5 separate regions of the Mus musculus genome follow, and all the other regions are linked to region 4. A link is a contact called in public HiChIP or PLAC-seq, Micro-C and promoter capture Hi-C data. All regions are on one chromosome and are shown on one strand. The core of a region is the stretch at or near the end of the contact, and the rest is flanking DNA. Distances in the headings are between cores, read along the strand shown. Region 1 has its middle 15 kb from the start of Tnpo3. Region 2 holds the start of Irf5 (interferon regulatory factor 5). Region 3 holds the start of Lrrc4 (leucine rich repeat containing 4). Region 4 holds the start of Impdh1 (inosine monophosphate dehydrogenase 1). Region 5 holds the start of Kcp (kielin/chordin-like protein).

Region 1 (4,856 bases), core at 1,856-4,355, 410 kb before region 4:
AGAGAGACTACACACACACCATGACATGCATGTGAAAATCACAGAACACAGGTTTCAGGAGTCAGTTCCCCCTTAGGTTGTGAGTCTTGGTAGAAAGTGCCTTTGCTGAGCCATCTCATTGGCTTTCTTAGGGTCTGTACAACTGTGATGAAACACCATGACCAAAAGCAAATTGGGAAGGTGCCAGAAGCCACCAGCTTCTGGCCCCCAGAACAGCAAGAGAGAGTTTAAAAGCCCAAAGTTATCAGCTTTCATCTGATGCTGTGACCCACCTCAGATTGACTTCCACTTCCACTCCTCTGTTCATCCTTGGAGGAAGTGTGGACAGAACTCAAGCAGGGCAGGAACCTTGAGGCAGGAGCTGATGCAGAGGCCATGGAGGGATGCTGCTTACTGGCTTCCTCAGCCTGCTTTCTTTCTTTCTTTCTTTCTTTCTTTCTTTTTAAAGATTTATTTATTTATTATATGTAAGTAAGTACACTGTAGCTGACTTCAGACACTCCAGAAGAGGGCGCCAGATCTCATTACGGATGGTTGTGAGCCATCATGTGGTTGCTGGGATTTGAACTCAGGACCTTCGGAAGAACAGTCAGTGCTCTTAACCGCTGAGCCATCTCTCCAGCCCCTCAGCCTGCTTTCTTATAAATCCAAGGTTCATTAGCCCAGGAATGGCACCACCCATAATGGGTGCCCCCCCCCCATTAATCACTAATTAAGAAAATGTCCTACAGGCTTGGCTACAGTCCCGTCTTTTTCTCCACCGAAGCTTGCTCCTCTCTGATAACCATAGCTTGTATCAAGTTGACATAAAATTAGCCAGTACACTGGCCCTTTAGGGGGGCTTTCCTTCATCCTTCCCTCCCTCCCTCCCTCCCTCCCTCCCTCCCTCCCTCCCTCCCTCTCTCCCTCCCTCCCTCCTTCCCTCCTTCCTTCCTTCCTTCCTTCCTTCCTTCCTTCCTTCCCCCTTTCTTTGTCTGTCTGTCTCTCCCTCTCTTTCTCCCTCCCTCTCTCTGAAATGGATAGAGTCTCACTATATAGCCCAGGTTGATGTAGAACTAAGATCCTTCAGCCTCAGCCTTCTGTATATGAGTGTGTGTGTGTGTGTGAGAGAGAGAGAGAGAGAGAGAGAGAGAGAGAGAGAGAGAGCGCACACACATGGCATGCATGTGAAAATCACAGAACAGGTTTTGGGAGTCAGCTCCCTCTGAGGTTGTGAGTCTTGGTAGAAGGCGCCCTTGCTGAGCTAGAATCATATGAACAGCCACAGGCTACCCAAGGCTACACAGACGATCTTGTCTCAGAAAACAAGCCCAAATAAAAAGATATAAACGCACCAAGTTCTAAGCCAGGACTGAGCCTGCTGGGTTTTGAAGGCTCTCAAGTCTGGCCCACTGCAGTAATGTCTCTAACTTCCAGCATCCTGCAGAGAACATCAAAAACAGAGATAATAAAGGCAAAGAATAGGTAATCTGGACTTCGTCAAAATTAAAAATATTGTGTTTCAAAGGATGCTGTCATATGCCTAGGGATGTCTTAGACAAGCAGATCTGTGTTGGCAAAATAGCTCTAGCTAGAACAGATCTTTCTGACTTCCACACCTGTACATGCATGCACACACACACACACACACACACACACACACACAGAATGGTAATAATAATAAATTATATTTTAAAAGAGTTAAATAAGCCGGGCGTGGTGGCGCATGCCTTTAATCCCAGCACTTGGGAGGCAGAGGCAGGCAGATTTCTGAGTTCAAGGCCAGCCTGGTCTACAAAGTGAGTTCCAGGACAGCCAGGGCTATACAGAGAAACCCTGTCTTGAAAAACCAAAAAAAAAAAAAAAAAAAAAAAAAAAAAAAAAAGAACCCAGATGCTCCTCAACAGAGGAATGGATACAGAAAATGTGGTACATTTACACAATGGAGTACTACTCAGCTATTAAAAAGAATGAATTTATGAAATTCCTAGCCAAATGGATGGACCTGGAGGGCATCATCCTGAGTGAGGTAACCCAATCACAAAAGAACACACATGATATGTACTCACTGATAAATGGATATTAGCCCAGAAACTTAGAATACCCAAGACATAAGATACAATTTGTGAAACACATGAAACTCAAGAAGAATGAAGACCAAAGTGTGGATACTTTGCCCCTTCTTAGAATTGGGAACAAAACACCCATGGAAGGAGTTACAGAGACAAAGTTTAGAGCTGAGACGAAAGGATGGACCATCTAGAGACTGCCATACCTGGGGATCCATCTCATAATCAGCCTCCAAACGCTGACACCATTGCATACACCAGCAAGATTTTGCTGAAAGGACACTGATATAGCTGTCTCTTGTGAGACTATGCCGAGGCCTAGCAAACACAGAAGTGGATGCTCACAGTCAGCTATTGGATGGAACACAGGGCCCCCAATGGAGGAGCTAGAGAAAGTACCCAAGGAGCTGGGGGGATCTGCAACCCTATAGGTGGAACAACAATATGAACTAACCAGTACCGCGGCCCCCACTCCCCCATGGAGTTCGTGTCTCTAGCTGCATATGTATCAGAAGATGGCCTAGTCGGCCATCAGTGAAAAGAGAGGCCCATTGGTCGTACAAATTTTGTATGCCTCGGTACAGGGGAATGCCAGGGCCAAAAAGTGGGAGTGGGGGAGTGGGGGAGTGGGTGGGGGAGGGTGTGGGGGACTTTTGGGATAGCATTGGAAATGTAAATGAATTAAATACCTAATTTAAAAAAATGAGTTAAATAAAAATAAATACCAAAATAATAAATAAATTTTTAGAAGGTTAACCTAAAAAAAAAAAAAAAAAAAAAAAAAAAGAAAAGAAACTCTTTGGGCCCATGCCTGCCACCTCTGTATTGGGGAGGTAGGAGGGTGGCCTTGAGGTTGAGGTCATCCTGGGCTATGTAGTGAGTTCCAGGACACCTGAGGTTACAGAGTGACACACTGCTGCAACTCCTCCCCCAGTTCTTTCAAACCACATAGCAATAGAAAAGCTGGCCAGGTGAACGCTGCACACCCAGGGGTGGGAATCACAGTGAACCAGCCTGAAGGTCCTGTCTCAGTTTCTGCTTTTTTTCTGGGTGTGTGTTTCCTCTTCTGTTACTGTCAGGCTTCCTGTATTGCTCATTCTACAGTAGGTTTTATTATTTAAGATGTTTAGTAATTCCTTTAAAAAAATACTACTGAGTTTCATGTAGCCCCGGCTCTTCTCAAATTCCCTATATAGCTGACTATGTTTTTAAACTCCTGATCCTCCTGCCTCTGCCTGGGATGACACACTCTGTCCAATTCCTAAATTAAATTTCTTGGCGCAGTAGTCAAATTGAGACCAGCATCCAGTGCAGAAAGGACACAGGTCATAGCCTTGGGAATCTTGAGTTAGCATCCTCTTCAAGGTTGTTCCCGGTATAATCTTGAATGGAGGAGAGATAGGGAAGAAAGGATGGGAGAAATGAGAGACCAGTTTCTAAAAAGGAGTGTTAGAGGCAGAATCACTTATGATTCCTATAGCATATAATCTCTTATAGGAGTCAATAGAAGACAATCAGAGTGATTAGCCACCCCAGTTTGCCAGGACTTTCCTAGGATGACACTGGAAGTCCTAGATCAGGAAAACCCTTAATCCAGTGTCAGGAGCCATAATGGGACAAGCTAATTAACTAGCAGGTGATCATCCTGAAGTGGCCTGCTCTGGACTATTATATAGTCTGCGATGGGTGCACCCTTATTAAGCAAGACTGTAAGGGACTCATTTTAGGAAAGATTTCTGCTATTAAAATGCTTTTCCTGTTACTATTAAATATATATAACAATCACTAAGTAGTAGCACACCCCTTTGGAGCAGATCTCTACAGATCCAAGAAGATGTACTATCTTGTAGTGATGCTATATAGACAAATAGATGACTTAAGTCTTAATGATGATCCTATAGGAATTCCTAAAACTATATCTGTGATTATTAAGCTCTTTTTTTTTTCAATAACTGGACTGCTATTAGGTCTTTTTCTGATAGTCAAAGCTGCAATGAAAACTCTGCCAGTCTCCCAAGTGTCACCTGTTAATTGCTCTTAGATGGTAACCAGACTTTCTCTTACTTAGAGCACATTCCAAGAGGTTGTAAAACATTTAACTAAAGGTCATAAAAGGGGAACTAATGACTTATTATGGGTGCTAGGACAGAAGATAAAATATTGACTGGGCTTATCTATGCAAAACTTCACTAATAAGTTAGTGATGGTTTTAAACCTTCAGTGAACCTGTGGGGCTGAGACAGGTGATGGTTGTTTAGCCAGGTAATTGCTCCTAATGGATATGCAGGTAAACATTCTCTGTTGTAAACTTCTATTTCAATTTATGATTTGATTTTTTGTGTGAACTTGTGATAAACTCTGTAACCTGTGATCGTGTATTCTGAAAGATGTATAAGTACTGAAGACAAAGGAGAAAGAATTTTTTTGCCTTTCCCCACTTAGGATCTTTCCACCTTTCCCCTTAGGCAACTTTCATAGGAAACTTTTTACAACTTAGTAATAAACTCTATAACCACTTCTCTTCTAACCAGTTTTCTTCCTGCGACTTCCAACTAGCAGGTTGAAAGTTAGAGCCCAGCAGTTCCCGCTGAGATAGAACAAAGGCTATTTACTTAATCCTTTGTGGTTTGAGGATGAGGTGCTAAGAGCCAGAAACTGCAGTTTCTAGCCTCAGAGGATCGCAGAAGGCAGATCAGCTACAGTAGCATAGTAACTTAGACTTAGGTAAGTAAACTTTTTATTATTCAACAACCCTAAATATCTTGTAAGACAAAGTCTTATCCCCGAATCTCGAATCTCGTAAGACCA
Region 2 (5,464 bases), core at 364-2,863, 310 kb before region 4:
TTGTCCCGTTCTAAACCCCACACCCAGTTCAAGGCAACATCCAGGGGTTACCTGCAGTAGGCATGAGCATAAATCCCGCCCTCTCCAGGTGAGCGACACACCCGGGGCCCTGCCCCTTCAGAGTGCACACAGGCTGAGATTCTGGGGCAGCAGGTGCGGCAGGAAGAACCCTCTCCCGGCTTCCTCCCAGGGGCAGGCTGGGGGAAGGCCAGAGTTCAAGGGAAAACCCCCGAAGGACTTTTAGTTAATAGGAGTGGTCTCCTACCTATCTCTTTCCTAGACTTTAGCCAGGAGCTTAGGGAGTAGAGAGGGCGAATGCTGTACTGTATCACACAGGTCCTCATGCGAGGCTTTTAGCCTCTCCAGCCTCCGTCAGCCCCGTCCACATCCTTTCTGGTCCTGATCACTTATCCTCACTTTGGAGTTCAGGCCAGGTCGTTCCCTCCTGATCATCCCGGCAGACTCCACCCGGGGCATAACGCGGAGGGAAGGGGGGTGGGGGTGGGAAGGAACCTGGGTCAGCCCCTGGAGTCATCGCGGGGTTACTGGCTTAGTGTCCGTTCCTGGTCCGCTCCTCTGGACCGGGACGTGTCCGCCTTGCTATGCCAGGAGGAGGCCAAGAAAGCCCCCACTTCCACCCCTGCTACTAGGTACCCGCTCTGGGTCCTCTGGAGGTTCGAGAGACACCTGGAGTCTGGGAGACATCTGCACCGAGGGCGAATACTGGCCCGGGACATCTCTCCGCCTGCGTTTCGGCCCAACTACACTTTCCCTTCACGTTCAGATTCTAAGTTGTTACTTCTTAAGTTTAGGGGCAGGCCGTCAAGAAACTAGACCAAGCATTAATCAGCCCCCGCCCCGATTCTTCTCAACAGCTAAGAATAAATCGTCGTCCCCTTTTGAGCTACGAGTCAAGGAGCAGAGCCTCTATTTGACAACGTCTCCCCTCAAACTCTATTCCCACAGATTCCTGTCCTTGGCTTTAAGATCCTTGGGAGGGATCGCTGCTTGACACCTCAACCTCTTTAGTCGAAAAAGTGAGGTGTGGCCGGGGAGGAGAGACGAGCTGTGTGCCGACAGGGTCGGGGTCGGAAACTCGCTCCTCCCTGGTCCCCGCCAGACTGTGACAGGGCGCTTGGCATCCTTGACCCTGGCGAGGCGCAGTGGGGATGTCCACTGGGCCCTTGGGACTTTCCCCGAGCATGCGAACGTTGGCGGCCGGAGCCCGGCACTCCGAGCTGGCCTGGTGCGGAGCGCCTTGGAGCCATTCGCGCTGGCCCGGCGCCGCCTTCGATCATCGCCCACCGCGGAGGAGCGGGATCCCGACCCCGCTGGCCCCGTTGGCAGGTGCCCGGGGCGTGCAGGTCGCCGTGGGTCGGAGCCGTGGCTTGGCTGAAGCCCGGGGCTGTTCCCACCGCCCTCGGGGCGAGGAGCCCAACACAGCCCACAGCCCCGGGACCTACCTGTTTGCTGTGCGCCCGCGGGGAGCCTGGAGCCCCGGCCTGGCGCTGCGGCCGAGCTGAGCTCTCGCCGAGCTGCACCGCCCGCGGGTCGCCCAGCCCGCCCCGCACTTCCGCATCGCGCCGCCCCCGCCCGGGGCAGCGCCCCGCCCCGCCCCTCGCCACCACCCCGCGCCCCGGGCCCCTACCCATCCACCGCCCACCGCGGGGAAGCCCGGGGCCTCCGCGAGACCGCAGACAGCTCGGCGCCCCTCGCCGGGCTCCTTTGGGAATCCGGGGAGACAGAGTCATCCATCACCCAGTCCCCAGATACCCTGTAGCCTGTCCTCACCTAGTCCGCGCCCGCCTGGAGCTGGAGATCCGCTGCGCGCGGGCGTCGATGGAGCCACACTCCAGGGCATTGGGAGACCCCTGAGAGCTCCCTTTCAACATACCTTGGGCCACTCTGTCTCCTCAGCCTTAACACTGGCCCTCCGGACCGCTCCAACTCACCATGTGACTGACAAGCCCACCTCTTCTTTTGCCCTTACCTTCACCGTGGTTTGGGTTTGCCCTTTGAGCGGGTTCCCACCCCCACCCCGACCTCCCGGTTCCATAAACGGGCCTTCCTGTCCGAGTCGATGCTGGCCTCAACTTCCACACATCCTGTTCATGTAGGAACATTATTCGCTGATTCTCACTCTTCAACTTTTGGGTCAGCATCATATTATTTGATAGTCTAAGTGTTTTTTCCAGGAAGGTCTACCCCTTCCTTGAGTCAGCTTTTGGTTTGTTGTGTTTTGGTGTAATTTGTTGATTGGTTTGGAGGAGGGGTGGAGACGACTTCCAGAGTCTTTCCGTTTGATTTTTCCATATGATTTTAACGTCTAATTTCCACTGAAATTCAGCTTAGTTGGGAACCAACCCTGTCTTGCATGGTTCATGATCTATAGTAATTTTTATTTTTATATTTGTATTTTACTGATAATGGAACCCAGGACCTTGCACATTCTAAGCAAGCACTGTGCTACTAAGTGCCTGCCTTCTCTGCCCTGTCATAATTCTAAAGGGTTATTGTATTTGTTTCTTGGGTTTTAACTCTTTTAAGGGTAAAAAGTTGTGTTGCCGGTGCTGGTCTCCAACTCCAGGAATCAAACGATTTTCCTGGCTCAGATGCCTTGAGTAGCTGAGATTTGGTGTAGCATCGCAGGCAGCTTAACTAAAGATATAAGCACATATATTTTAAATGTTTACCATCTTAATTCTTTTTAGTGATTTATTTTATTTTTTATGTATATGAGTATTTTGTCAGCATGCATGTGCATCGTGAACATGCAGTTCCTGCAGAGACCAGAAGAGGGCGCTGGATTCTCTGGAACTGGAGTTAGAGACTGTTGTGAGCGAGGGGGTGTGGGTGCTGAGATCTGAATCCAGGTCTACTGCAAGAACAGCAGATGCTCTTAACTACCAAGCTATCTCTTCGGTCCTAGAGATATTTTTAATACACAAATATTCTGAATGAATTGTTAAATTAAAATGTTATTACATTTATTTTGTGTGTACATCTGTGGGTACACATAAGCATGAGTATGTCAGAGGACAACTTCAGCCAGTTCTCTCCTTCATATGCCTGGCCCAGGGACTGAACTAAGGCTGTCAGGCTTGCCAGCCATCTTGTTTACCCCCCCCCCCCCCACACACACACCCCATTGTTCACTTTAGCTAGCAAGTAAAATATATACATTGTAGACATACTGTTTACCCTCTACATTTAAAGCCTTAGATTGCTGACAGATACCGTGGTATTAATTAATTAGAATTGTGGCTTCTTCCTTAACCTCTGCTGCCTTCCCAGGGATGTCTGGATTAGACTTCAATGAGCAGAGAGAATCCAGTGGGTTTGTTTTTGTTTTCCTTCTCTCTATATATCTCCCCCTCCTTTCACTGTAGCTGAATATAAAATGGAAATATATTATTTGTATCTGCTGAATATATTACCCTCTCATATATGCTAGGCACTCTATCACTGAGCCATGTGTCCTTCTGTTTCACATTTTTAAAATTAAAACTCTGGGTGGATCCAGTCACAGTGGCGCATGTCTGCACTGGGGCAGCTGAGGCCTAAACTCAGCGGCAGGCCATAAGATAAACGGGGCTCCGAAAAGATTCTGCTCCATTCAGATCCTGTCTTCCCTGACAAGGAGCCCCTTAGCCAAAAACTGCCCTGAGCCAGAGACCTGTTTCTGGAGGAAGGAAAGGGGTAGTGCTCATTCAGTGAACAGAACTCCAGCTATTCCAAGAACGAAGAGTCCCCTAGGCTCCTGTGCACTGTCACGGGCAAAAGGGAAGTGAGGCCCCACTCTGATGCTTAAAATTAATCTCAGTTCCCCCTGCTCATTCAGGGGGGCCCAACAGGGTGCAGAAAGACTCCATAGTCCTAGGAGGGCATCAGGAGGTCCGGTGACTCCCCCACCAGTGGTATGACGCTGTCACAGATGAGCTTGTGATAAGAAGTAACTTTGTTGGCTTTGGGCAAAGCCATGGTCCAAGTAAAGGCACAGAGAGAGTTAGAGGAAGAGGGAACCGAAAGAAACCCAGTGTAAATGACAGTGACTTAAGGAGAAGCTAAGCACACTCCAGTCATCTCGAGGCCAGCCCACTTTAGACAGGGCCTGAGAAATGCCAGCTGCCGTTGTTGCCCAACCCCATTTTCTCTGGCCTGGGCTTTGCAGGTTCTCTGGACTGGCCTGTTTGTCTGGGAACTTGCGAGTGTGACATCAGGTTGTGAGTCCAATGGGGCATCAAATCCCAGGAATTGTGAGACATGACACGCCTCCTGTGCTGGAGCCAGCTTTCCATCCCTGAAGTGAGATGGTCCCATCCCTGTCACACATGGACGATGTCAGATGCTCACCGAAGCCCCTGCCAGGATAGAAAGACAAACTCCCTGTGCTGGAGTTTCCAGTCTGTGGGGCGAGACAATGAGGCTCAACACCTTTCAGGTAGCAGGACTGGGTGAGCTTTGAGGGGCACCACACAGGCAGCTTTGCCTGAATTCAGTGGAGAGCCAGAGCAGAGATTGATGTGGCTCCCTGGCTTGGAATGTTCCAGTAGTGTTATGACCTGTGCTGTGGACACTGCAGCCAGCTTCCTCTCTGTTTCTATGAACTGCTGCTTCCTCAGCCTTCTGAGGTATGATGTGGAAGTCCCCCACTCAGCTAGAACGGTCACATGGGCCCCTTGGACCTCGGGTCCTCACCTTTGCCCACCCACACTCAGTCTCTCTTCCCACAACCTGGGGCCGAGGAAGCTGAGTAGACACCACCGCCACCCCGGGGCACCGGCTCTCTGCTTCTTTGTCTCACTAAAAAAAGAAAAGCTACTTCCCTTTCTCTTGCTGGTCACCTCTCCTTTTCGTGATGTCCTGAGTGGACTCCATTTTGACTTTACTCCTTTGTTTGGGCCTTGCTCAAGCTGGCCCTAAACCTTCAGGAATGCCCCCACCACCCCAACCCAAACTCCAGCATTTCCTGACATCTTGTATCTCCCTATTTACACCCCAGACCCAGGGGTCTCACTAGGGCTTGCCTTTCTCATTATTTCCTTTAAACAGCTGAGGTGCAGATGTCTCACTTTCCTGTGCGATTCGTCTCCTGTCAGCCTTCCTTGGGTCTGCCTCGGTGTTAGCACCCTCTCCACTTTTGGCCTGGTTAGAAAGGCGCTCAGACTCTACTGGGTTAGATGGCCACACCTCCCACAGTCCCTGAATTTGGGTTTAGAATCTGCTAAACTCAGCATAAACATTACCCCCAAATAACTTCCCTCCCCATTGCTGCACTCTGTCACTAAAGGGCCAGGGCCTCCCTGTTGCCACCAGTCCTGCACTGTGGCTCACAGGACAGGCATTTGGCACGGAGGAAAAGGAAAAAGAAGTCTGCCTGTAAACTTTGGACTTTTGGGATTCTGGCAGTGTTCGTGGGTTGTCCCCACAGGAACCAGCTGAGGATCTCTTCAGAGTGAAAAAA
Region 3 (5,120 bases), core at 366-2,865, 380 kb after region 4:
GAGGAAGCTGCGGGGGAGGGGGGAGGGGGGTGGGGAAAAAGAAGGAAGGAAGGAAGGAAGGAAGGAAGGAAGGAAGGAAGGAAGGAAGGAAGAAGCGAGGAAGGCAGGCAGCCCTCCGCGACTCGGGGCTGCGCGGCGCGAGCCAGCGCGTGCTGGAAGGCGCGGCGTTAACCCCTTGAGGGCAGGCGGCAGAGGGAGAGCGGTGTTAATACATAAGAGCACTGCATCACGCTAATCTTCTCCCTAGAACAGTATGCGTCAGCAGTACATTCACGTTCTGACTGAAGGACAAAAGGATGAGAGAGCAGTCTGCGTGGCTGCCACCTGCAACACCGCGAGCCCGGCGCGAGGAGGAGACGGTGGGCGCCGAGCGCAGGGGCCCCGCTGCTGCCACCGCCGCCGCTAGCCAGCGGGGACCATGTTCACCGGCTTCGGAGCGTTTCCCGCAGCCGCTACCCCCACTGCTCACGCTGCCGTCGCCAGCGCTCTGGCCGCTGCAGCAGCCCGCTGGCAGCTCCGTTGCTGAAGGCTCCGGGAGCCCAGCGGCGAACTCGCACTCTCCGCACAAAGCCGGGGCCGGCGGCGCGCCGGGAGCCCAGCAGTGGCGGGCGGCGGCGGGCGCTTGCGCGCTGCCGGGGGCTGCGGCCGCCGCCGCTGCCGGACCCGCGCCCGCCCCCGGACTCCCTGAAGGGGCCTGCGGTGCGGGCGCGACCGCGGGCGCTGCGCGCTCCTCCGTTCGCGGACTGGGTCCCAGCACCACGTCCACGCCGCTGCCCCTCTGGGGCTGGACGGATTACCGCTCCCCGCACCAGCAGACGGCGGGACTGGAGAACTGAGCCCAGTTTTTGTCTTTTTAACCCTTCCGAGAAGAGGCGAAGAGAAAAGGGGGTGTGTGCCTAGGGAGGGCGAAGGCGCAGCGAACACCTCTTAACTCTCGCAGCCCCGCGAGCTCACGACTGCAATCAGCTGCCGCCAGCTCTGGGCGGCCGACGCTGGGAAAGCAGAGTGGAGAGCAGCGCAGCAACCAGCGAGCGCGGCCTGGGCGGCTTCGGGAGCGCCCCCGCACCCCCATCCCCCGCGGCGGCCCAGGGAGAGGGCTGGGGGCTGGAGACACACTTTGGCGATGAAGCGCCTTCTCCCGCGACTGGAACAAGCTGGTGCCAGGGTCCAAGGACAAAGCAGGGAAGCGCTGGTGGCGCCGCTCCTCGGGCTCTCGGGGGGGCATGCACCTGCATAGCCCGCCGGGCCTTGGCTCTCCCTGGCGCGCCTCAACTCCGCGGCTTCGCCGGCTCCGGATTTACTAGAAGCCATTTTGTCTCCCCTACCCCTCCCCTCCCCTCCCCTCTGCCCTCCCTGCCCCCACTACTTCCCCCTTTGTTAATTAAAACTAAAGTCAGAATGGGAACGATGAGCCCAGCTCTCGTGGAGAAAGCTTAAGGACACAGCGCTAATTCTTTCCTGCTTTCCTTCCGAGGTAGGTGACAGGGAATTGGGTGGGGATGGTCGCAACGTGGGAGAGAGTCTTAGCTTTCTATGGGTTGGCCTTGAGGGTGGGCTGGTAGATGAGGGGCCGCTCAGTAGTTTCGCAGGGTTTTTCTAGGCCGATCTGCTTGTCTCTAATCGCCCCCTCCCCACCTCCTTCTCCAGATGGAAAGAGGAGCTCCTAGCTCACTTAAGCCGGGGTAAGGCTGGTTCTCTTTTCCAAGCCAAAATCCCAGGCGATGGTGAATTATGAACGTGCCACACCATGAAGCTCTTGTGGCAGGTAACTGTGCACCACACCTGGAATGCCGTCCTGCTTCCCGTCGTCTACCTCACGGCGCAAGTGTGGATTCTGTGTGCAGCCATCGCTGCTGCCGCTTCAGCCGGGCCCCAAAACTGCCCCTCCGTCTGTTCCTGCAGTAACCAGTTCAGCAAGGTGGTGTGCACCCGCCGGGGACTCTCTGAGGTCCCACAGGGTATTCCTTCCAACACCCGGTATCTCAACCTCATGGAAAACAACATCCAGATGATTCAGGCCGACACCTTCAGGCACCTCCATCACCTGGAGGTCCTGCAGCTGGGCAGGAACTCCATCAGGCAGATAGAGGTGGGGGCCTTCAATGGCCTCGCCAGTCTCAACACTCTGGAACTGTTCGACAACTGGCTGACAGTCATCCCCAGTGGGGCCTTTGAGTACCTGTCCAAACTGCGGGAGCTCTGGCTGCGAAACAATCCCATTGAGAGCATCCCTTCTTATGCCTTCAACCGGGTGCCCTCCCTCATGCGTCTGGACTTGGGGGAACTCAAGAAGCTGGAGTATATCTCTGAGGGGGCTTTTGAGGGGCTGTTCAACCTCAAGTACCTGAACTTGGGCATGTGCAACATTAAGGATATGCCCAATCTTACACCCCTGGTGGGGCTCGAGGAGCTTGAGATGTCAGGGAACCACTTTCCTGAGATCAGGCCTGGGTCCTTCCATGGCCTAAGCTCCCTCAAAAAACTGTGGGTGATGAACTCACAGGTCAGCCTGATTGAGCGGAATGCTTTTGACGGACTGGCTTCCCTCGTGGAACTCAACTTAGCCCACAATAACCTCTCATCTTTGCCCCATGACCTCTTCACACCCCTGAGATACCTGGTGGAGTTGCACCTACACCACAATCCTTGGAACTGTGATTGTGATATTCTGTGGCTGGCTTGGTGGCTTCGGGAGTATATCCCAACCAATTCCACCTGCTGTGGCCGCTGTCATGCTCCCATGCACATGCGAGGCCGCTACCTGGTAGAGGTGGACCAGGCTGCCTTTCAGTGCTCTGCCCCTTTCATCATGGATGCACCCCGGGACCTCAATATCTCTGAGGATCGGATGGCAGAACTGAAGTGTCGGACTCCCCCTATGTCCTCTGTGAAGTGGTTGCTGCCCAATGGGACAGTGCTCAGCCACGCCTCCCGGCATCCCCGGATCTCTGTTCTCAATGATGGCACCTTGAACTTTTCTCGTGTGCTGCTCATAGACACTGGAGTATACACATGCATGGTGACCAATGTGGCAGGCAACTCCAATGCCTCGGCCTACCTCAATGTGAGCTCGGCCGAGCTCAACACCCCCAACTTCAGCTTCTTCACCACTGTAACAGTGGAAACCACAGAGATATCACCTGAGGACATAACACGGAAGTACAAGCCTGTTCCCACCACATCCACTGGTTACCAGCCGGCATATACCACCTCTACCACGGTGCTCATTCAGACCACCCGTGTGCCCAAGCAGGTGCCAGTACCCTCCACAGATACCACTGACAAGATGCAGACCAGCCTGGATGAAGTCATGAAGACCACCAAGATCATCATTGGCTGCTTTGTGGCAGTGACTCTCCTAGCTGCTGCCATGTTGATTGTCTTCTATAAACTTCGCAAGCGGCACCAGCAGCGGAGTACAGTCACAGCTGCCAGGACAGTAGAGATTATCCAGGTGGATGAAGACATCCCAGCAGCAGCACCTGCAGCAGCAACAGCAGCTCCGTCCGGTGTATCAGGTGAGGGGGCAGTAGTGTTGCCCACAATACATGACCATATTAACTACAACACCTACAAACCAGCACATGGGGCCCACTGGACAGAAAACAGCCTGGGGAACTCTCTGCACCCCACAGTCACCACTATCTCTGAACCTTATATAATTCAGACCCATACCAAGGACAAGGTACAGGAAACTCAAATATGACTCCCCCTCCCTCAAAAACTTATAAAATGCAATAGAATGCACAAAAAAGAGCAACTTTTGTACAGAGTGGGGAGAGACTTTTTCTTGTATATGCTTATATATTAAATCTATGGGCTGGTTAAAAAAGATTATATTAAAATTTAAAAACAAAAAAATGAAAACAAAACTATTTTCTAACTTGTAAGTTCTATTTAAAGGGGAGGGAAGGGGTTCTTGGCAATGTTGTGGGTAGGAGCCTCAAGTCAACTGCTGTAAGGTGGAAACTGCTAAGACAAAACAAACTAAAACAACCAACACCCCTAAAGTGGCAGGGTGTGGGCTGCTGGGGGCAGGGAGGATAGCCTGCATCTGTCAATTTTTAGAAGATGCTTTACAGGATCTAGGAATACCATTTCTATAGACACCTTTCTTAAGCTGAGAGCTGTCTTTACAGATCTATCTTATTAAACAAAATAATTTTAAAAAGCATCACAAATTTGTACTGTGCCCAAAGGTTGAGCGGTGATTTTTTTTCCCCTACAGAGACAATGGGGAAGATAGATCTGTAAATGTATTTTAAGTAGGAAAACCACCAAAATTCCAACTAATCCTTCCAGAGGTTGTTTCTTTGTACGTGTGCGCAAATCCTCTGGGTTTGTGCCTTCAGACTGGCATGTGTCTCCCCTGACAATGCTTCAAGACAGCTTGGAAGGAAGGGAGCTGGCGTAGCTCTCCATCAAATGCTTTCACATTGCACCAGATTCCTGCAGTTGGGCATAACCCACTCTGCAAGGCATGTGTCTATTCAGGGTTTCCCGGGAGGAGGAGGCGGCCTGAAGGGGGTGCGGCCGGCCCAGGAGGAAGGGAAGCAGAGCAGCAGCAGCAGAGGGAATGATTCACAGGAGGCCATAAATCAGCATTGTGCAGTGGCCACCTGTTGTTCCGGGTATCTGACAAATGATTGTAGACAATGATGACATTTTATGATTTTTCAAAAAAGATCTTGCTTGTTTTGAGGTGGAAAGGAGGATAGGCTGGGAATGGGGGGAACTTGGGGGAGTGGAAGCTTTTCTCTTGCTTAGGATTTGGTGACTATTCTAAATGCTGATTCATTAGGGATTATTGCAGCTGATGCCAACTAGTTGTGGTGATAGAGTGAGTGGGGGCAGAACATGAGTAGAGAGGGGAAGGAGAGCTAAAAAGGGCACAGGCTCAATTTAAAGAAGCCTTCGCCAACCAGGATGTTACAAGAACACTGACAAGGGGAACACACAAATGAGTTGGGCATGAAATTCTGTTGAATGGGCACCATTGGGGGAAGCTTCCCTCCCCTAGGCTACCTCCAGTAGTTACAAGCAAGGGCAAGGTCTCTTATTCTGGTCCATTTAATGATGTAACTTTCAGTTATTATTTTAGCTTTAAGAGAAAATTAAGG
Region 4 (4,940 bases), core at 953-3,452:
ATCCAAAGACGGACAGGAGAAGACTGGCTCTCATGTGGCTAGGAGGAGGGTCTCAAAGCCCACTTCTTCAGTGACACACTTCTGCCGACAAGGCCACACCTACTCCAATAAAGCTATACCTCCTAATAGTGCCACTCCCTGGGCCAAGCATATGCAAACCACCACAATTGCTGTGTTCCTATTACCTCAACCTCTGAGGTAGCTGAGATTACTTACAGTCCTGCACCACCTAGTGTGGCCTAATTCTGCTTGCTTGCCTTTCTTTCTTTCTTTCTTTCTTTCTTTCTTTCTTTCTTTCTTTCTTTCTTTCTTTCTTCCTTCCTTCCTTCCTTCCTTCTTTCCTTTCTTTCTTTCTTTCTTTCTTTCTTTCTTTCTTTCTTTCTGTCTGTCTGTCTTTGCTTGCTTATGTATGTATGTATGTATGTATGTATGTATGTATGTATGTATTTATTTGAGATAGGTTTAACTGTGCATCCCTGGCTGGATTGGAACTTGCTATGTAGTCCAGACTGGCCTTGAGCTCACAGAGATCATTGTAGCTCCGCCTTCTGAGTGTTTGGATTAATGGCTGTCCTACTTAGGGTTATTGTTGCTGTGATGAAACACCATGACCAAAATCATATTGGAGAGGAAAGGGTTTATTTGGCTTATACTTCACATTGTGGTTCATCATTGAAGGAAGTTGGAACAGGAACTCAAGCAGGGCTGGAATGGAATCTTTTTTTTTTTTTTTTTTTTTTTTTTTTTTTTGGTTTTTTTTCGAGATAGGGTTTCTCTGTATAGCCCTGGCTGTCCTGGAGCTCACTTTGTAGACCAGGCTGGCCTTGAACTCAGAAATCCGCCTGCCTCTGCCTCCCGAGTGCTGGGATTAAAGGCGTGCGCCACCACGCCCGGCACAGGGCTGGAATCTGGAAGCAGAAACTGACTGATGCAGAGGCCATGGGGAGGTGCCATGATCTTCATGGCTTGCTCAGCTTACTTTCTTATAGAACCCAGGACCACCTGCCCAGGGATGGCACCACCCACAGTAGGCTGGGGCCTCCCAACCACTAAGCAAATGCTCTACAGCCTGATCTTAGTCATTTTATCATTTTCTCAATTGACATTTACTTGGTTCAGATGGGGGGAGGGGTGTGTGCCCACGACAGAGTCTGGTACCAAGGGCAGAGTTAACTTCTGTCAAGTTGACATCAAACTAGCCAACACAAAGACCATAATTTTGGGTTCTTGAAATGGATCTTAGTGCCAGCAGATCATCCAACTTTATTTATTTTATGTGTGTAGGTGTCTTTCTACATGTATATCTGTGCAGCATGTTCATGCAGTGCCTGTAGAACCCAGAAGAAGGCAACGAATCACCTGTTACAACCTGACAGTTGTAAGCTGCCATATGGGTGCTAGGAATTGAACCAGGGTCCTATGGAAAAGCAACCCGTGCTCTTAATCACTGAGCCATCTTAACAGCCCCAGATCACCAAGCGTCTATTATTTATTCCTGAGATCGTCAGATGTTAAAAAAAAAAAAAAAGTATTCAGTGTAAGAATTGTCAGTTGTTTGTTTTCTATCTACTCGGCCTCCTCGAACAAATTGCCCGAAGGCAGTAACTCTTCTTGCTTTCCCAGAGAGTTGCTTTATGAAAGCTGACAATAGTAACAAAGCTGAAATAGAAAGTGTTTTCTAGGCAGCAGATGAGCAAATGCGAGTTAGTGCGTGTGTGCTCAGCCCTACTTCCCTGTAAAGGAAGACTATAAGCAGGGCAAGACTAGGGTCTTTTCCTTCAGGAGCTAGTAGCCTGTTTGTCTTCCCTGGGTAGCAGTATAAAGAAATGGTGAGGGTTGTTGAATAGGTAGGGCTTGCTGGAGTGTCCCACCTCTCTTGCCCAGGACTGGAAGCACTCCAAGAGGCCATGCAATAATAGTTCATTACCCTGGTGTTTGCGCTCCTTTTCCTCAGATGAAACCAGGAGAAACTCGAAGGTGCACGACACAGGGTACAGCGGAGGGTCCTCTTCAGTTGGGTCCTTGAAGAACACAAACCTCGCTCCACCTCACCATCTGCTCATCTGCTTACTTTTCAGCCTGAGTGGCGTCTCATGGGGGCGGAACAGAGCGTAGTGCCAAGGGCGGAGCCCTATGGACTCCAGGACCCCAAACCAGCTCTTCCAGAGCCCCGCCTCCCAACAACCAGCCCCGCCCCTTCCAGTAGACCCCGCCCACTACCCCGCTCCCTCCGGGAGCGGACTGGGGCTCTTATTGCCTACGCCGGTTCGGGAGCCTCCACGCGGAGAGGCTCCCGCCGCCTAGAGCTGCGGCCTCCGCATGGCATGGAGGAACCGCTCTCACCCCCACCGGAGTCCGGGCTGCTCTCGCCGCTGCTGCAGGGAGGTGGAGCGGCTGCCGCTCCAGAGCCCGGAGCCCGGCAACACCCGGGACATGAGACCGCGGCGCAGCGGTACAGCGCCCGCCTGCTGCAGGCCGGCTACGAGCCGGAGAGGTGACGCCCAGGGCAAGGCGCGCGGGCGCATCCGGGGCGGGCGGCAGAGAAGGGCGCGGCAACGCCGGGAGACCGGGTAGCGCTGCGGGGGAGGCCAGAGGCAGGTCCCCTCTACTGCCATTGCACTTCCCCAGACGCAGTTAGACTGTCATACACCTGACTCTTGGCTGGCGGATGCAGGCGGGCACTGTGCAAACAGTTCAGTGCCGCGTTACTCCGGGGAGCTGGAGAGAGGGCGCAGGTTGTAATATCGCTCCCTAACATTTTATCTAAGATCCGACCTATACTACACACTCAGCGACGCTTGGTACAAGTGGCTCCGACCTCTGGGGTACAAAAAGTGCTTGTTGGAGTCCCGGTCCAACGGCGCTTTCTCCTCAGCTTTCTTCTTCCTAGAATGTATTCAATAGGTGTGGGTGTCCGGATTGAGTGTCTCCCTAGGACTAGGGGAAGGTACTTGCACTTTCTCACCAGGCACTGAGATCCAGTGAGGCGGCTGCTGTTCACTCCTTGGAAAGACTTGTACCCCAATGCAGGGGGTCTGAAAGGCAATGAATGAGGGTCCCTGGAGAAAGAGTTGGGGCAGTGAACTGGGCCTCAAGGGAACGAGCTGAAAAAAGAGACAGCGGCTAATCTCTGGATTGTATCGCAGTTTGAAATGCAATCCTACTGTCCTTCCGGTCCAGGGGATTTGGACTTCTTTCTCTACCCCATCTGCTGGTGCTCAGCAGCTTGGGGAGGTGATCTGGCAGCTGGGTTTTGAGGGGAGGGTGGTCTGGGGAATTAGCCAGGTAGTTCTTCTGCCCAGGGTTTGGCCGCTTATGTAAGAACTTTTAACGGCTTTTGGGGCTACGAAGCCCAGCCCCTCCTGCCGTTGCTGGCTGTCTCTTTAGAACTGACTTAGGCTTAAGCAACCTGCCATCCGTTTTTCTATAATAGAAATCTAGTTTGGAGGGCTTGGGGTTTTAGAGAGGTGCCACTATATGGGAGGAAGCGGGCCACGGTACTTGTGAGCTCGAAGGAAACTAGGACTGTAGAATCTCAGAGTTCAGGCAGGTGCATCTCTTTTTCAGATGTACTGCTGCATCAAAGGGACAGTGCCAACCCCACACTTCCCGCCCCCCACTTAGGCTCAGAATGGCCTGTGTAAACTTGGACCCCAGCCAGGCCAGTATAAAATCCAAAACCTGCCAGCTAAGACCTCTATCTGCCTCCACCAACCTGAATGAAGGTGTAGGAAAAGGCAAGGGTTCTCTGAGAAGCCCTAGGCTTCAGTCCAGCAGCATTACTGGTCTCTCTGGCTTGAACTTGGGTGAGCCCTGCCTATTTATCCCGGCATAACAATGCTAATGTTGTCTTTACCTTTTCCCCCCTAAAAGTGTTGTTTTGAAATCTTGTTCCTCTAAACAACCTCAGATCAGATAGAGTCCTCTGGACTGCTTGCCTGAACTTTAGTGCCCTGGTGGACACTATTCCCCTATTCCCCTGAGCAGCTGCCTTAGGCCTGCCCCCTGCCCTTGAAGCTGTGAGGAGGGGAGTCTCAGGGGACCAGCTGCCCTTCCTTGCGTTAAAGAGGCCCACTGGTTGCCTGGTGTCTCCTCCCTGTGGAGGAAGCAGCTGGGGAATTGCAGGAAGAGGGAGGGGGGAAGCCAGGGGGATGGATTAAGTCTCTAGAAAAGGACAGCCTAACCCAGCCTTGAGCCCAGCAGCTTAGAGTAATAAAGAGCTCTGACATAGGTCAAAGCAGGAGGGAGAATGGGGCCCTGAAGTCTGTAATCACTGGGAAGGTGACCCTCCCCATAGCTGCCAGTCTCCTCTCTTGGGACCCAAAGTCCTAGGCTGGGGCAGATGACACATTAAAGTTACCTGAGGTGATGGGTTCTAGCTGTTCTGGGCACCACCAGCCTTGGCTGAACCCTGAACCAGAGCCAGTCTTGACTCATGATGTAGGGAATAGTGACCCAGAGTAGGCTCCTTAGAAACCCAGAGAGACCACTGGGACAGGCCATGCTCAGAGCCTATGATTGATATGGTGGCTATTTCTTCTGTGTCTAGGAAGGGTGGTTCAGAATAACCAGGGTGTGTCTTCTGGCTAGTCTCACTGTTCTGACTATAAGTAACAAGCAAGAGGTTCTAGTGCTGGCTCCCCGTATGGCCTGGGCTTCTAGAATGAAGCCCTGAGTGCTGGAGAACCCGAGAGGATCCCTGGCAAGCAGATACCAATCCCTGCTTTGCCAAGGACTCGGACACTCTCCTCTCCTTTCCCATGCTCCAGGGTCTTCGGGGCTTACACCAGGCCCTATCCTTTGGGCTCCACTGGTGCCCACCTCCCAAGAGCCAAGAAGACATCTGTAAATCCTCTGTAATACTGAGCTCCATGGGAGACTCGCCTTTCCCTTTGCACATGCATGGAACAGCCTCTGTTTTCCTGGCAGGGTCCCGGGGG
Region 5 (5,657 bases), core at 381-2,880, 290 kb before region 4:
TTCCATTGGCTCTGGCTTTTCCTTTGCTGAGTGACCCTAGCTCCAAGTCACAGGGGAAAGGTTTAGTCACAGTCTCCCCTCCGCCTGCTGCAAACTGCTTAGCCCCAAGAGGGGCCCTCACATCTGCGAAGAGACCCTGCCCTCTTTTACTCAAGCCTTGACTCCAGAGGGAGACCTTCAGTTCCTGCCCTGCCCCAGCTGGGGAAGGGTGACTTCACATTCCAGGTCTTCAAGGCCAAGGCAGGGACTTCTTTGGCTGGATTTACAGCCCCACCCTCCGTGTCCCTCTGCTGTGAACATGGGGCCCCATCCTGCCTTCCCAGCTGCACAGAGCTGTTTCCCAGTCCTAGGCTCTGGACCATTTTCCTATTTCCTCACTTTGGGCTCCTCCCCTGAAGTAAGCCCAGGGCTTCCTACTCCTGCTGAGCCCTGAGTCCAGACTTTGGAAAAGGAGCCCAGCCAGCCAGAGAAGGGAGGCTGGGCATTTGGCCTGCATCTGGTGTAGATGTGGTCGGTGGGCTCCAGGAGAGAGATGTGGAAGTGAAGAGTGGGTGCTTTTAATCAACACTGACTGTTGTTTGTTCTGAGTTCTTACCATCTGACAACCCCTCCCCTCCCAGTGTGTGTGTGTGTGTGTGTGTGTGTTTGTGTTTCATTTAAGATTTCATTCACATATCCCAGGCTGGTCTCAAACCTGCTCTTGTAGCTTATGGTGGCCTTGAATCCTCCCATCTCCTTGCTTCAACTGGGAAAGCTGGCATTGCGGGTGTATGCCACCACACCAATTTCCATAGCAGGCTTCTTGCAGTTCAGCTCCCTGGATTCTTAATTTAGGTGACTTTGTCTGCTGCTCACTGTACTGTGGATGCTGGTTCCACTGCTTATAAACGGGATAACAGAGGCCCTGCGGGAAGTTAGGGGTTATATATTTAGTTTGGGGGGCTTAGACGGGATTAGGGTGGAGCAAAGGTTGGAAGGGAAACAGGTATACGAGCCCAATAAAACAGAACAAAAGAAAGAAGGAAAGAAAGAGAGAAAGGAAGGAAGGAAGGAAGGAAGCAAGCAAGGACGAGAGAGAACTATGTTAACATACATCACATACGTGCCTGGTGCTGGGGAGGTCAGAGGTGGGCGTTGGATTCCCTGAAATAGAAATTATAGATGATGGTGAGCAGCCACGTGGGTGCTATGAACGGAACTCAAGTCCTCTACAAGAGCAGCAAATGCTCTTAACCACTGAACCATCTCTCCAGCCCCTTGCAGAGGGTTTTCAGTCCAGCTCAGCCTTCTGTTCCCATAAGCCCATGAGGTGGAAGTAAAGTCACTGGGACTGTCACTGGGACCCCCTAGAGGATGAGCAACCCCAAAGGGCAGGGACATGGTTGCTCCTGGTCGCTTACCCCGCACCCAACTTCCTGCAGAGCTTGGAAGACTGCTATGGGTCAGGATCCTCAGGGGAACGGGGTGGGGTGGGGTGGATTGGGGTGGGGTGGGGTGAGAAGCCCTAGGTGCGATAGGGGAGCGGGCACCAAGGGGCGGAGAACCGCGGAGCCCTCCCTGAACAAAGACTGGGTGGGCGGCGGCTTGAGTCTCCGCACCCCGCCTCCCGCAGCGCCGGCTGAGCACAGACCTAAAGCGAGGCGGGTCGAGCGAGCATGGCGGGGGCTCGGGCGGCGTTGCTACCACTGCTCCTGCACCTCGGGAGCCTGGCGCTGGCCGCGCGGGGTGAGTCGGAGCGTCCTGGGTGTGCCCCAACTTATGGCTCAGCCCAGCAGACCGTCGGACCGGGCCAGACCACTTCTCCATCCCCGCCTGGGTTGCGCGTCGCTGGCCGGCCTTGGTGCTCTCTCTCCGTCCTCCCCGTCGGTGGGCGAGCAGGGTGGGGGCAGGGCGGCCAGACAGGGATTGCTGAACTGGGCCGGGTCCTTCTGTGGTCCCTGCCAAGGAGTCCTAAGTAGCGGTGAAGCAGAGGCTGTCCTGGCATCTGAGTATCTGAAGTTAATTATTTGTATTGAGGAGAGGGGGAGGGGAGCGCTCTCTGTGGGAAATGACTTAGTCCTGTCCGGCTTGCACTTATGGTTGGTCTCTGCAAAAGCAGAGTAGGAGGAGGGTAAGGGGAAACCTGAAGACAGTTTCTGGGGAGCAACCAGATTCGTGCCACTTCCAGGACTTTCTGCAGATCTTCCAGGAAAAGGGACTGAGCCTGTCTTCAGCTGGGGATCCAAGAGGACACCCTGAATGGCTCCTCGGCCCCCTCCGTTGTGCCTGCTTAAGCAAAGCGGGAGGAGCTGGTTGGGTGCTGGGGCTTTAAGGGTTGGGTCGCTAGAGGAGGTCACGCTTGGGGTTTCAGATACTGAGACCCCGCCCGCGAGCATCATCCTTGTGGATGGAAGTTGGGCAGGGAGACCATGTCAAGACAGTGCCAATTTCTGGGGACAAGGTGAGAACAGAATGCATGGGATGCTGGTGGTGTGAAGGTAGACCGGCTGGGACCTGTGGTGGGGAGAGCTGTATGGCGGTGGGGTGGAAAGCTGGGCAGTGCTGTGGTGACAGATGAAGTCTTAACTTGCTGCTTGGCGCCTTGTGCTGTGGAGAGAGGACAGACTGCAGTAGGAGACTTTCTCTTCAGCTTCTGTGAAGACAGTGGGATGGGGGTGGGGGTGGGGGAGGCCGTGGATTATGAGACAACTGAGGGAAACCAGAGACTGGTGGGAACTAAGGGATACCGGAGAGTAGCACTGAACCCCAGAGTTGGGGTGGCATTTATTGAGCCCCGGAAATTGGGCTGGAACGTCCTCCTCTTTATGGTGACAGTAGAAAGAAAGGAGCAGGTGACATCCCCCTGCTTCGCAGGCCTAGTGTCCCTGGGAGAAAGACTTTCAGTTACTCCAGCTCTTCCTGATTGAGTTGCCGCTGTGAGAAAGAAAGGCCAGACATCTCCTTCAGCCCCTTTCTTGGTCAGCACTTCTGGGGACCCTTCCACTCCATGATGTCTGTGGCCGGTGCCCTCGCCTCTACCTTCCTGCCTTGAGAGTGGGCATAAGGTGAAGAGAAATGTAGCTGGGCCCCACCCCAGGCCTAAGCTCAGAGGCCAGGGCTTCCTTCCTGGACATAATGTTATCTAGTCCCAGGGACAGGCTGCCCTCTCTGTCTGGAGTGCTGCATCTGTTGGAGTGTTGCATGCTGTTGCCAACACAGCACAGCTAGCTTCTGCCTTCCAGAGCCCACTGCATCCAATATGGGGGTTCCTGGCTTCTGCCACATGCAGCTCCTTTACTGACAGGTATAGATGAGTGGACACGCGTGGACATACACACACCAGTTCGTTCTTGCACGCATCCCACATCCTCGTCTTCATTTCAGCCTGTGTTATCTCTTGATCCTAGCATAACATATCAGACCTCCGAGCTGTCTCTGACCCACAGTGGATGGATGGTCCGAGCACCCCACCTCCATGACTAAAGATCCCTACAATCAGAGCAGGCTGCAGGGGGGCCTGGGTTGGGATACTGCTGTGTCCCCTTTGGGAAGCTGGCATAGGCCACTTCAGTGCTCTCAGGGCATCTGCCTCCTCTCGTTTCTGGGTTCTCATGATATTCTTGCCTCCTTGCTTCCTCTCTGGCACCTTCAGAGACCATGTCTCCTCCCCTGGAGAAGTAGGTGGAAAGGAGAGGGCACAGGAGGACCCTTGTCCCCTGTATGGTTCAGAGGACGGACGGAACCCAGGAGACCTTAACCAGCCTCTGTCTACAGGCCAAGCTGGGTTCTTGTGCCCTTCAGGTGGAGAGGTCTCCAGAGAGCAGCCTAGGCTTGCTGATGCTATCTCTCAGCAGCAGGCACCCTCCCACTCCTTGGTCCCTGGTGAGACCCACCAACAGCAGTGGTGCCCCCTGGAGGAGAGGCTGGAACGGCTGGAGGCAGAGGTGACTGACCTCAGAAAGCAGGTACCGTGGAGGCAGGGATGGGTTAGGGTGGGCTTTGTATATTGGGAGAAGGAGCGGGCTTGAGTTCTGGAAGCTCTGGAGATAAAATAGAGGGCTTTGTTGTTGTTCTCTCTACATACATCCCTCTGTCCTAGAATTTACTATGTAGACCAAGCTAGCCTTGAACTCACAGAGATCCCCCTACTCCCGTCCCCCAAGTACTGGAATTAAAGGCACTGCACCACAACAACCAACCTTTGTTGCTATTTTATTTAAGATTTATTTTTACTGTATGTGTATGGGTGTTTGTCTGAACGTAGGCACAGCATGTGTGTCCAGAAGAGGGTGTTGAGGCTCTTGGAACTGGAGTTACAGACTGTTACTAGCCGCCACGTGGGTGCTGAGAACCACATCAGGTCCTCTGAAGGAGCAGTTGATCTCATTACCACTGAGCCATCTCCCTGGCTCTTGCTTTGTCTGTTGGTTTATTGTTTTGATGATGCTTAAGAGTGAACTCAGGTCCTCACAATGCTGGGCGAGGACTGTACCACTAAGGTATATCTCCCTAGCCCTTAGAATTTTGTTGTGAAAACACAGAGAGGTTCTTAGTCTGACTTGGTCGTAATTTCTTTTAGAAACGTAGAGTCTCCGGGCCCACATAATCTCTCATGGATTTGGCAAAGGGAATGGAATACTGTCAAGCCTAAGGCACCACTAGGAAAGATTATGGCTGGGCAATAAACATCTTTAAAAGCCAGGCAGAGTGATGCATGCCTGTAGTGCCAACACCTGAAAGACTGAGGCAGGAGGATTGGCATGAGTTTAAGACCAGACGGAGCTTCACAAGTAACGACCAGCCAGACTCACTCCTCCCTGCAAATTACTCTGTAATTATTGGAGCATGGGTCAAGTCCTGAAATTCTGTGTTCAAGGGATAGTTTTATCTTCCCTGAAACAGGCTGATTGGAGGGTGCCCACCTCTGCTCAGGAATCCTTCTCATCCTGCCTCAGTTTCTCTGTCTCACAACCCATGAGAAAACTGTGAAGGAAGCTGAGCTGAGCCTCCCACCTCCTGCTCTTGCTTTCCCCAGAACAGGGAGCTGCAAGCCAGGGTGGTGCAGCTGGAGTCCTGTGAGTGCTGGGGGCCAGGTCACACCTGTCCCGAAGGAGCTCGCTGGGAGCCTGATGCCTGCACAGCCTGCGTGTGCCGTGATGGAACGGCGCACTGTGGCCCCCAGCCCAACCTGCCCCACTGCCGTGGTCAGTATCCTCCCATCCATCCATCGTGACTATTTGGGGACCTGGAGAAGGCACTGGGGTCTCAGGTGACATTGCTGTCTCCACCTCAGGCTGCAGCCACAATGGGCAGTCTTATGGTCATGGGGAGACCTTCTCCCCAGATGCCTGTACCACCTGCCGCTGTCTGGTGAGTGCTTGAGACCCACATGGATATCCTGCACCTGTCGCTGTCACCTGTGGGCCTCTCTCTAACCACCCATCACTGACATGCTATACTCTACTAGTTGTGTCATGGAGTCTCTCGGCCCATTCTGCCCAGACTTTTTCATCTATGACCTTGGGATTCCAACAGGTTCTACTTTCCAAACGGAGCTCAGTCTCCACAAACTTGTTGGGCCCCAAAGCTTCTTGGTGGGGTTGGATCAGGAAGAGGAATGCTTAAGAGGCCTCCTTATTCAGGTACAGAGGTGGGAAGATATGAGGCAGGAGTCTGCC

Evidence for each region. Promoter capture Hi-C pulls out the DNA fragments that hold promoters and counts their contacts. A called contact is a pair of places that touch in the nucleus more often than the background predicts. HiChIP or PLAC-seq counts read pairs in DNA pulled down with a chosen protein or histone mark.
Region 1: an H3K4me3 HiChIP or PLAC-seq map of bone marrow-derived macrophages shows a contact between it and region 4, with 3 times the contacts expected there. The contact joins the enhancer-like site here to the promoter of Impdh1 in region 4. A contact is called at or near these places in 5 of 39 promoter capture datasets (cranial neural crest, frontonasal cranial neural crest, hippocampal neurons and 2 more), 4 of 115 datasets of contacts at active chromatin or transcription factors (bone marrow-derived macrophages, embryonic stem cells and neural tube) and 2 of 9 other capture datasets (adipose tissue and embryonic stem cells).
Region 2: a contact with region 4 is called in an H3K4me3 HiChIP or PLAC-seq map of embryonic stem cells, with 15 read pairs. The contact joins the promoter of Irf5 here to the promoter of Impdh1 in region 4. A contact is called at or near these places in 11 of 39 promoter capture datasets (the 3T3-L1 cell line, the C10 cell line, the HPC-7 cell line and 6 more), 4 of 484 Hi-C or Micro-C datasets (cortical neurons, embryonic stem cells, muscle stem cells and 1 more), 6 of 115 datasets of contacts at active chromatin or transcription factors (bone marrow-derived macrophages, embryonic stem cells, forebrain and 1 more) and 2 of 9 other capture datasets (adipose tissue and liver).
Region 3: a contact with region 4 is called in a Micro-C map of embryonic stem cells, with 2.4 times the contacts expected there. The contact joins the promoter of Lrrc4 here to the promoter of Impdh1 in region 4. A contact is called at or near these places in 2 of 39 promoter capture datasets (hippocampal neurons and liver) and 2 of 484 Hi-C or Micro-C datasets (cortical neurons and embryonic stem cells).
Region 5: a contact with region 4 is called in a promoter capture Hi-C map of embryonic stem cells. The contact joins the promoter of Kcp here to the promoter of Impdh1 in region 4. A contact is called at or near these places in 13 of 39 promoter capture datasets (the 3T3-L1 cell line, the C10 cell line, the HPC-7 cell line and 7 more), 2 of 115 datasets of contacts at active chromatin or transcription factors (embryonic stem cells and forebrain) and 2 of 9 other capture datasets (adipose tissue and embryonic stem cells).

The regions. Positions count from the first base shown.
Region 1 is chr6:29,622,285-29,627,140 of GRCm38.p6, reverse strand. No RefSeq gene overlaps it. Among named protein-coding and RNA genes, the nearest start is that of Tnpo3, 15 kb to the right of the region's middle. Within about 2 kb of position 3,105, at least 3 of the 459 cell types and tissues checked have an H3K27ac peak or open chromatin away from gene starts, as enhancers often do. A contact at or near this core is called in bone marrow-derived macrophages, where this site is marked.
Region 2 is chr6:29,522,774-29,528,237 of GRCm38.p6, reverse strand. It overlaps Irf5 (interferon regulatory factor 5), which reads right to left and starts at 1,613. Exons shown (of 9, transcript NM_012057.4): 1 at 1,464-1,613. It overlaps Gm26627 (a long non-coding RNA gene), which reads right to left. Exons shown (of 3, transcript XR_868831.3): 3 at 3,534-4,361.
Region 3 is chr6:28,828,242-28,833,361 of GRCm38.p6, reverse strand. Lrrc4 (leucine rich repeat containing 4) reads left to right here and starts at 1,615. Exons shown (of 1, transcript NM_138682.2): 1 at 1,615-5,120. The coding sequence starts at 1,748. The coding sequence ends at 3,706. The region is part of intron 16 of Snd1 (staphylococcal nuclease and tudor domain containing 1); the gene reads right to left.
Region 4 is chr6:29,213,626-29,218,565 of GRCm38.p6, reverse strand. It overlaps Impdh1 (inosine monophosphate dehydrogenase 1), which reads left to right and starts at 2,202. Exons shown (of 15, transcript NM_001302933.1): 1 at 2,202-2,494. The coding sequence starts at 2,325.
Region 5 is chr6:29,503,925-29,509,581 of GRCm38.p6, reverse strand. It overlaps Kcp (kielin/chordin-like protein), which reads left to right and starts at 1,630. Exons shown (of 38, transcript NM_001029985.4): 1 at 1,630-1,725; 2 at 3,781-3,944; 3 at 5,015-5,183; 4 at 5,273-5,349. The coding sequence starts at 1,656. It overlaps Gm26627 (a long non-coding RNA gene), which reads right to left and starts at 2,410. Exons shown (of 3, transcript XR_868831.3): 1 at 1,631-2,410; 2 at 695-1,143.